Linked DNA regions of Triticum aestivum: region 1 is linked to region 2. Evidence: chromatin contacts called from public Hi-C data. All regions are on one chromosome and are shown on one strand. The core of a region is the stretch at or near the end of the contact, and the rest is flanking DNA. Distances in the headings are between cores, read along the strand shown. Region 1 holds the start of LOC123087484. Region 2 overlaps LOC123087479 (protein EXPORTIN 1A).

Evidence for each region. Hi-C and Micro-C count contacts between places; a contact is called where the count stands out from the background.
Region 1: a contact with region 2 is called in a Hi-C map of leaf, with 4 times the contacts expected there. The contact joins the promoter of LOC123087484 here to the enhancer-like site in region 2. A contact is called at or near these places in 2 of 5 Hi-C or Micro-C datasets (both in leaf).

What each region holds. Positions count from the first base shown.
Region 1 is chr4A:606,163,969-606,167,987 of IWGSC CS RefSeq v2.1, forward strand. It overlaps LOC123087484, which reads left to right and starts at 1,995. Exons shown (of 2, transcript XM_044509499.1): 1 at 1,995-2,221; 2 at 2,301-2,786. The coding sequence starts at 2,082. The coding sequence ends at 2,427. LOC123087483 (receptor-like protein EIX1) reads right to left here. Exons shown (of 1, transcript XM_044509498.1): 1 at 3,265-4,019. The coding sequence ends at 3,265.
Region 2 is chr4A:605,953,151-605,957,220 of IWGSC CS RefSeq v2.1, forward strand. It overlaps LOC123087479 (protein EXPORTIN 1A), which reads left to right. Exons shown (of 31, transcript XM_044509495.1): 27 at 79-186; 28 at 265-402; 29 at 486-611; 30 at 688-792; 31 at 904-1,487. The coding sequence ends at 1,026. Among protein-coding and RNA genes, the nearest start is that of LOC123087479, 11 kb to the left of the region's middle. Within about 2 kb of position 1,916, at least 6 of the 8 cell types and tissues checked have an H3K27ac peak or open chromatin away from gene starts, as enhancers often do. A contact at or near this core is called in leaf, where this site is marked.

The DNA.
Region 1 (4,019 bases), core at 745-3,244, 210 kb after region 2:
ATTTGGGAAATTCAGTCACCAATTGTTGGACCGTTAGTGATGTCATCATCTATGGTGGTAATAAAAGTAATAAACACCTTAATGCAACCATGCATATGAAGGTTGTCGTCATCTGTTTTCACATTCATACGAACGCTAGGGTCTAGAGCACATGACTGTGGTCGCATAGGCTGAAACGTTGTGATCAAAAGGTGCACACTAGTTTTTTTTTCGAAAAGGGGGGTCTCCCTGGCCTCTGCATCAAAACAATGCATACGGCCATCTTATTAATAAAAAAAGGCAAAAGTGCCAACAAGGTTCCACAATCTCCAGGTAAACAAAAGAATAAAAAGAAATGCAGCTCACACAGAGCTACAGACGGCTAGATATACAAACTAGCCCAAAAAAGAAGCCACAACCGGCTGGCTAACAATAGATAGGGAAACTAATTGCCTATCCTATTACATGACCGCCATCCAAACCGGTTGAAGATATCCCGAGCGACCATCTCCCAACGGATAGATCCAGTAACCAAATGCTCCCTGGCCTCCATCGGAGTGAGTAGCGACCACGAACGGATCAGTGTCGTAGCTCGGAAAATAACCTGCAAGAAATGAATCCGTGATGTTCTGTTAAAAACCAAATCATTTCTGCAATTCCAGATAGTCCATAACAAAGCGCAAACTCCAACCCGAATATGTCTTGCGAGAACAGGCCCAACCCCATTAAGCCATGTCCCAAATAAAGCATTGACAGAAGTCGGTGGAGTAAGATTTAAAGCAATATGGATCGTCCACGAAAGAACTCTAGCCAACGGGCAATCAAAGAATAAATGCTGAATCGTCTCATCCCGATCACAGAAACTACACCTAGTAGGTCCTGTCCAATTGCGTTTAATCAAGTTATCCTTTGTTAAAATAACTTGTTTATGGACAAACCACATAAACACTTTTATTTTTAAAGGCACCTTGACAGCCCAAACAAACTTGGAAGTTGGAATAGCAGTTGAATTAATAACATCAATATACATTGATTTAACTGTAAATACTCCAGAACTAGTCAACTTCCAACGCAATATATCGGGTCGGTGAGAAAGTTGAACCTCCATCAGTCTCCTAACTAGATGAATCCATTCTTCCCAACGATTGCCCGCTAGCGACCGTCGAAACTGAATATTAAGGTGCACACTAGTTTGTGGCGTGATTATCTCTTCTCACTTTCTACGTGACGCTGCAAAACTGTTGTGACGTTATGAAATTATCCTGGTGGGGAGCCTCCCCTAAAAGCTTGAAACACCGAGAAGTTTTGTCGGAGAAAATTCTTTAATTGTGTGTGCGTGATGTGTTGTCCATCATATGTGCCTTCAATTGTAATGAATGACCTAGTTAAGCTCGGCCAGGTCTCAAGGCACCATACCTTGATGAACTAAGCAATTCCTCGTCAACGATTCCATTCATGCTGGTGTCTTTGATGATTACGGGATCTGTACAGCTCCTAGTGGGATTAATCAGCTGAATAATGCAATAACCTGGCCAGTAGTGGCCTCGGCAAAAGGCAATCCAAGCACTCAGATAATGGCCATCCCTTTTCCTTTGTTGGACAGTTAGAAAGAGGGCATGCAACATGGATCAAGGTCAAACGAGCTAGCACAAGGGGCGGACAAAGGGGGAGCGAAATGCCACAAATTTTGATGGATGGATGCTGATCCATGAAAGGGAGATGGAACAAATAATGTGAAGGAACAAATAATGTAAGGAGAGATAGTGAAGGTCCTTTTTACATCAGCGACCTTAATAAGTTTGTAAGAATGGACTTAGTTGCCTTATTTTTTTTATTTTTCGAGGGGACCTCAGTGGCTAATTTTGTTTTCAGGAAAAAAAATTGAGTGAAATATTGTTTTCAGGAATGAAAGTAGTCGTTGGATGAGCTGATCCGCGGGCCCATCATGCCGTGGGCTCATAAGGTGGGCCATGACCATACCATGGTGGCCCACACCAAGATGGGCGAGGCCGGCCCGGAAACCTCGAAGAGGCAGGCTTCCCATCATTTCCTCTCAACAAAAAAAAAAGTATTTCCGAGAGAAGAATCGGGAGAAGTGACCGATGGAGAAAGACACGGCGGCGGCGGCGACGAGGGTCTGCCGGCGGTGCAAAGCGAAGTACTCGCCGTCGGGAAACACGCCGCAGTCCTGCAGGTTCCACCCCTCATACTTCGTCTGCCGCCGCCACGACGACCAGAAGAGGTAGCCACTCCGATCCCCACTCTTCCATCACCAATCCGCTAGATCGGCCTGGCGATTGACCACGGCGACGGCTGTGCAGGTACTACGAGCTCAAGGAGGGCGACCCGCCGTACGCCGCCAAGTTCTACGACTGCTGCGGCGCCGAGGACCCCGCCACCGCAGGCTGCGCCACCGGATTCCACCTCTCCTACGACGACCCCGAGTGATTAGCCAACCAACTACTAGTACGCTTGCTTGTTCATCTCCTCTGAAGCAAACGCAGTGTTCTGTTACTTTGTACAATCAGCAGAGCAAACACCCTGTTAGTCATCTGGATTGTGTGTATAAATCAGGGTTCAGAATATAATCCGACCCTGTAGTATCAGTGTTCAGAATAAAATCGTCAGAATGAATTCTGGCTGCGAGCAATAATTCAGATAAGGAGCGTTTGCATTAATTCATAACAAATTTGCTTGTCTCCAGATGTCTGAAACCTGTAAGAAAATTCTCTAGTGAAGGAATTGCGTGTGTGCGCAGTATAGTGTGCCATGAATGAAAGGCTAAAATCCTTTCCTTTTTTGTTTGACAACCTTTGCACAGACTAAATTCTGGCCGTCAGAAATCCTAGTCCTGTTTGAATAAACATGATGAATTGGATTCAGAGCTAAGAATGGGATGTGGCAAGAGAGTTTGTCTGAAGAAGTTTGAACCATGTATAATATTTTTGCAGTGAAAAGTCTGAACCCTATACATTGTTTCTCTAGTGAAGAAACTGCATTTGCGCCCAGTGTAGTCTATCGAATGAAAGAATCGAGCCTTGCTTTGTGTGTGCACTGGTTAATTCAGTCATTGACAAACACACTCCTGCAACAGGGGCCTTGGTGTGGCCCCTGGCATTAATTATTAATAACAAATCAACTTTACATATATCCAAACCCTAGTCTACAACACAATCCACAAATATGTACTGTATATGTGAACTATATGAGTACAATACTGTAACAACATTGATACATGGTAAAATCTGCACACTCAAATGATAGCAAATGGAGAACCAAAGCAAGCTAGTGAGTGGTCTCAGCTTCTGCGCCTTTTTCTCTTGTCCAGGAAGCCCAGGTTAGAACCACTTGCACATATACCCGGTCATACAAGCTGTCGCAAACCGAGTACCAATAAACTGTCCATTTTCTCTTGAACAGGAAGGTGCAGAAGACCGCCCAGATACCCATTACATATCCAGAACCCATAGCGATGAAAAACGATGCCAGGTCATTTAAATCACCATGGTGTTCTGGAGTAGATGGAATTGGCTCTGGTTGCGGACATTTACGCGAGATAGGTGGACTGCAGAGGCCTGGGTTGCCAACATAAATATATTCTGGGTCCTCAAGTGTCCGCAGTTGATCTCCTGATGGCACCTCTCCTGTCAGGTTGTTATATGACAGGTTCAAGCGGCTTAATGATGTAAGAGCCGACAAGCTTGCAGGGATTTCACCAGACAGCCTATTGTGCGATAGGTCCAGCGACTCCACTTGCGCCAAGGCGCCAATATTTTCCGGAATTTTTCCACTGAAGATGTTCCATGATAGGTTCAGGCTCTTCAATTCAACAAGCGCGCTGATATCTTTGGGAATATCACCAATAAGATTATTACATGATAAATCAAGGTTCACCATGTATATGACCTCTCCTGTATATAATCTCTCTTGACCTTTTGTGACAACCGTGAAATTCTCGGTATAGGTGACCAATTCATTAGGGCCATGCTCCCATTCATCATTGAAGCCAAAAGCACGATGTAATGCATCACCACCATCAT
Region 2 (4,070 bases), core at 666-3,165:
TGCCCTGTTGATGGTATCTATTAATACAGCAACCCAAATTCCTTCTCTTTAATTTGATTATCGGACTGTTTGTTTCAGCAATTGAAGCTTGTGATTGATTCGATCAACTGGGCATTTAGACATACAGAGAGAAACATTGCCGAGACTGGTCTTAGTCTTTTATTGGAAATTCTGAAGAATTTTCAGGCAAGAACATCTGGTCCATCCTTTCTTTGCTGTATGTAATTCTTTGGAAGCTAACTCTTTGATACGGCTGCCTTGCAGGCTTCAGAATTCACGAATCAGTTCTACAAAACATATTTTTTGACTATAGAGCAGGAGATTTTTGCAGTTCTCACAGATTCATTTCATAAGCCTGGCTTCAAACTTCATGTTTTGGTGCTACAACACTTGTTTTGTGTGGTATGTTTCTTGTGCATGATTAATATCATGACATCTAGTGTTTGTATGTGTGCGTCTGCTTGATTAGGTTTGATAATATGTAGGTTGATGGCCTAACTGAACCTCTATGGGATGCATCCACGGCATCATATCCATCTAATGCCATGTTTGTACGGGACTACACAATCAAACTTCTTGGAGCATCATTTCCTAACATGACGGCAGCTGAGGTATGATCATCCTAATATAGAGCTATACTGTCATTGACTTGGTGCCATTATGAACCTGGCAAATTTTCTTGCGCAGGTGACCAAGTTTGTTGATGGGCTCCTTGGTTCGAGACATGACCTCCCAAGCTTCAAAAACCATATTAGGGACTTCCTGGTGCAATCAAAGGAGTTCTCAGCCCAGGTAAATTTCGTTATGCCATCATAAGGTTGATGACAATCCTATACTGCTTTGGTAACAAGTTCTTTGTGCAAGCTCCTCTTCTGATGGTTTAACTGTGGCTGGCTTATTTAGGATAACAAGGATCTGTATGCGGAAGAGGCTGCGGTACAAAGAGAAAAGGAAAGGCAACGGATGCTTGCCATCCCAGGGCTGATTGCCCCAAGCGAATTGCAAGATGAGATGGTAGACTCATAGTGCTCTGTGATTGTGCACTGCATTGCTAATCCAGTTTGATGGTCGATTAGGCCTCCAGAGGCCTCCATGTCCCGGAGCCTGAGTTTTCTTCCAGGGTGGTGGTGGTGGTGAAAGGAGGGTGATGCCTGCTGTAATTTTATTTCCGGTTTGGCGATTCCAAGATTTGTGCTGCTAGTTGATGATAGGGGAGAATTTTGCCGCAAGAGGTGCTCGGGTGAGCCTTGCGGGCTGTTTGGTTGGCTAGATGGATGTGTTTTAGTGCTCGGTGAAACATTTTGTGCGTGTGCTGAGCATGATATAGTATGGATGTTGATCCTTAATTGTTAGTTTAGTCTATAGATTTGATGACTGTATTATGATGGTGATGATGTATCAAGTGACTGAATTTGGTCCGGGCTGAGCTGGTAGGAAAGCTGATAATCCTCCTAGTGCTTGTTTATGTGAAATATGTTTCTTCTGAATTTTGTGAGCTTTCTTGGGTTGCATCTTATCTGTTTTGCATCTTGTTTATGTGAAATCATCAAGTTTCTTAGTTTGAGTTGTTACAAATTATTGAGTTTTGTTTTTGATCTAAATAAATTATGGAATTACCATATATTGCATCAACTTACATGCAACTGCTTGGCGGCGAGCGATGCAAGTAAATATTTGATGTGGTAGTGAGTTTTGCTATCCACGTGAATGTTGATTAGTTTGTAGGTGGTGCGGTGCTGTGCTGACGGACGGAAGGGGTGGTGTGCAGTCTCTCTCGGTCCAAAGACTCAATTTTCACGAGCAAAGCAAACATCTCTCTTTCCTCGGTTTGTTGGTCTTTATGTGGACTAGTCCAGACCCCACACATGTATCTATCTATCATCTGCGTAGTGTGGGGAAAGTCCCATTCACCATAAAGCAGCGGTGCAGTTGCTGTGAGCGGCTTTGCTACGCCCGTTGCTGGACAAGAGGCCATCTCTCTTTCTAGTAGGTAAGGCCAACTCCACTGCACGACCCCATCCTATTCGCGCGCGTCCGTTTAAGATAAAACGGACAAATCAGACGGCCCAGACAGGTCTGATATAGCTTTTTCCTCCTCAATAATGGTTCATTTTGTTGGCTCAAACTGAAGCATGAAAAGGATGCAAACAAAATGAGGACGCGTCCGGACTTTGCATATATAGGTTACACACATTCAGTATTAGTACATTCACATAAAAACACGTCAGTAAATAGTAAATCATACAGTAGTATATAAGATAAAATCTATGCGTAGTGATGAGATCCGTCACAGCAAACGCACGCACGTGGTGCTCTGCTATTGCTCCAGCAGGCTGTACTGTATTCTACAGTATTTTTTTTTAGCATAAGTACAGACACAAGCGCTTATATACACGCGCATATACTCATCCCTATGAACGCACACACATATATCCTACTCCTATGTGCATCTTCGAGAGACTGAACCGGCATATCATCTTAAGATTTAGGAAGTCACCGTAGGCGCCTCGTCGTCGACGGAAACATCACCTCTCACTGAAAACACATCGCCGAAAATCCTGAAATAAATCTAGAAATAATGCGAGCACCAGAATTTGAACTCTGATGGATTGTAATACCACTGTCCACCTAGTCCTTAGCGCGGTTATTAAATAGTAGTAAGGCAAGTTGGCCATCTCAAGTTCTGCACGTCCATTTCAGGGAGCTACCCGCTCTCTCGACTTGATCTCAATAATAAAGATGCATCTCGACGATCCGAGTATATTCATGTTCCCATGCGGCCATGCGTCCCAGGAAATTGCACCTACACCCGATTAAAGTATATGGATCCACCCATCCATCAATGCATGTTCTAACTTTTTTTTTGGCGCAAAAATGCATGTTCTCACTTGTGGCCGATTCCTTCAACCCATGCAATTTCACGGGTGGAAATATCTCCGTTTCCACTAATCAACCTGCTGGTGTAACGATTGACCCCTTATGTTTTGGAGTTTGTTGACATAAAACAATGTGGGACTTATGTGTTTGTTAGTGCACACAGAGTAACAGGTCCCTGGAATCAAGAGGAGTTTTCATTCAAACGCCAAAGATAATTCCCCTGCGTAGCAGTGAAGATTATCCCCGAAGATTATGATAACAAGAGTGACCCCTCACAATTGCTGACATGGAGCAATTGGTTCGGTGCACGCCTGAAGGAAGTGACTGCGACCGAGGAGATTGAAGACGAAGTGAAGACGTAGCATTTCTTCCGTTGTTTCTCTTCTCTTTATTGAGTCACAGAACCACCATACTATTAAGAGGGGTGTAACAGTCGAAACTTTGATTCTCTGATGCTAAACCCAAATCCTATGAAAGTCGCGAGAGAAATCTCTTTGTGTTCCGAGCAAACTACTTGCCAGCAAGAGACTGTGATCTTCTTCGCTGCGAGAGATTTGTCTCTGATCGAGGAGTTAGCATTACTTGTTCTTCAAGTAATGTTACCGTTGCTCTTTGAAATCCGACCATTGAGAACGTAGTGGTTGGCCATTGGCTGGACCGAGTGTCCAAAATGGTCATTTTTCATCATGGGAAGGCTGCGGCTATAAATAGCCACCCCGCGCCGGCTTTGTCCGATGGCTACTCCATTTGATTCTGAGAAGATCAACCTCCTCTCCGAGTGATTTGAGTTTAAAATCCACCGAGAGAAAACTCCTATAGCTGAAAATTTAGATACTGGTTCAACATCACTCGAATCTAAGTCCAGTACGCTCCCCCTATTACTCTTGAGAGCTGCAAACTCTCTAGACGGTTAGGTGTCAATTTCTTCAGAGACCAAGAGTCATTGTGGTTCTCGAAGAAGAACTCTGTAAAGGTTCGGAGATCGCCTCAAGTATCTACCACAAGTGATCGACATTGGTTGACGAACCAATTGTCGAGGAGAATAGGGCGAAGAGAGTTTATCTTCCGTGTTAAGTCACAACCCCTCCAACCAGATGTAGACCTTGTGCAGAAGGACGAACTGGTCTACCAAATACCTTGCTGCCATCGAGCATCACCGGTTATCTCTGTCACACCAATTTACATTCGAACTG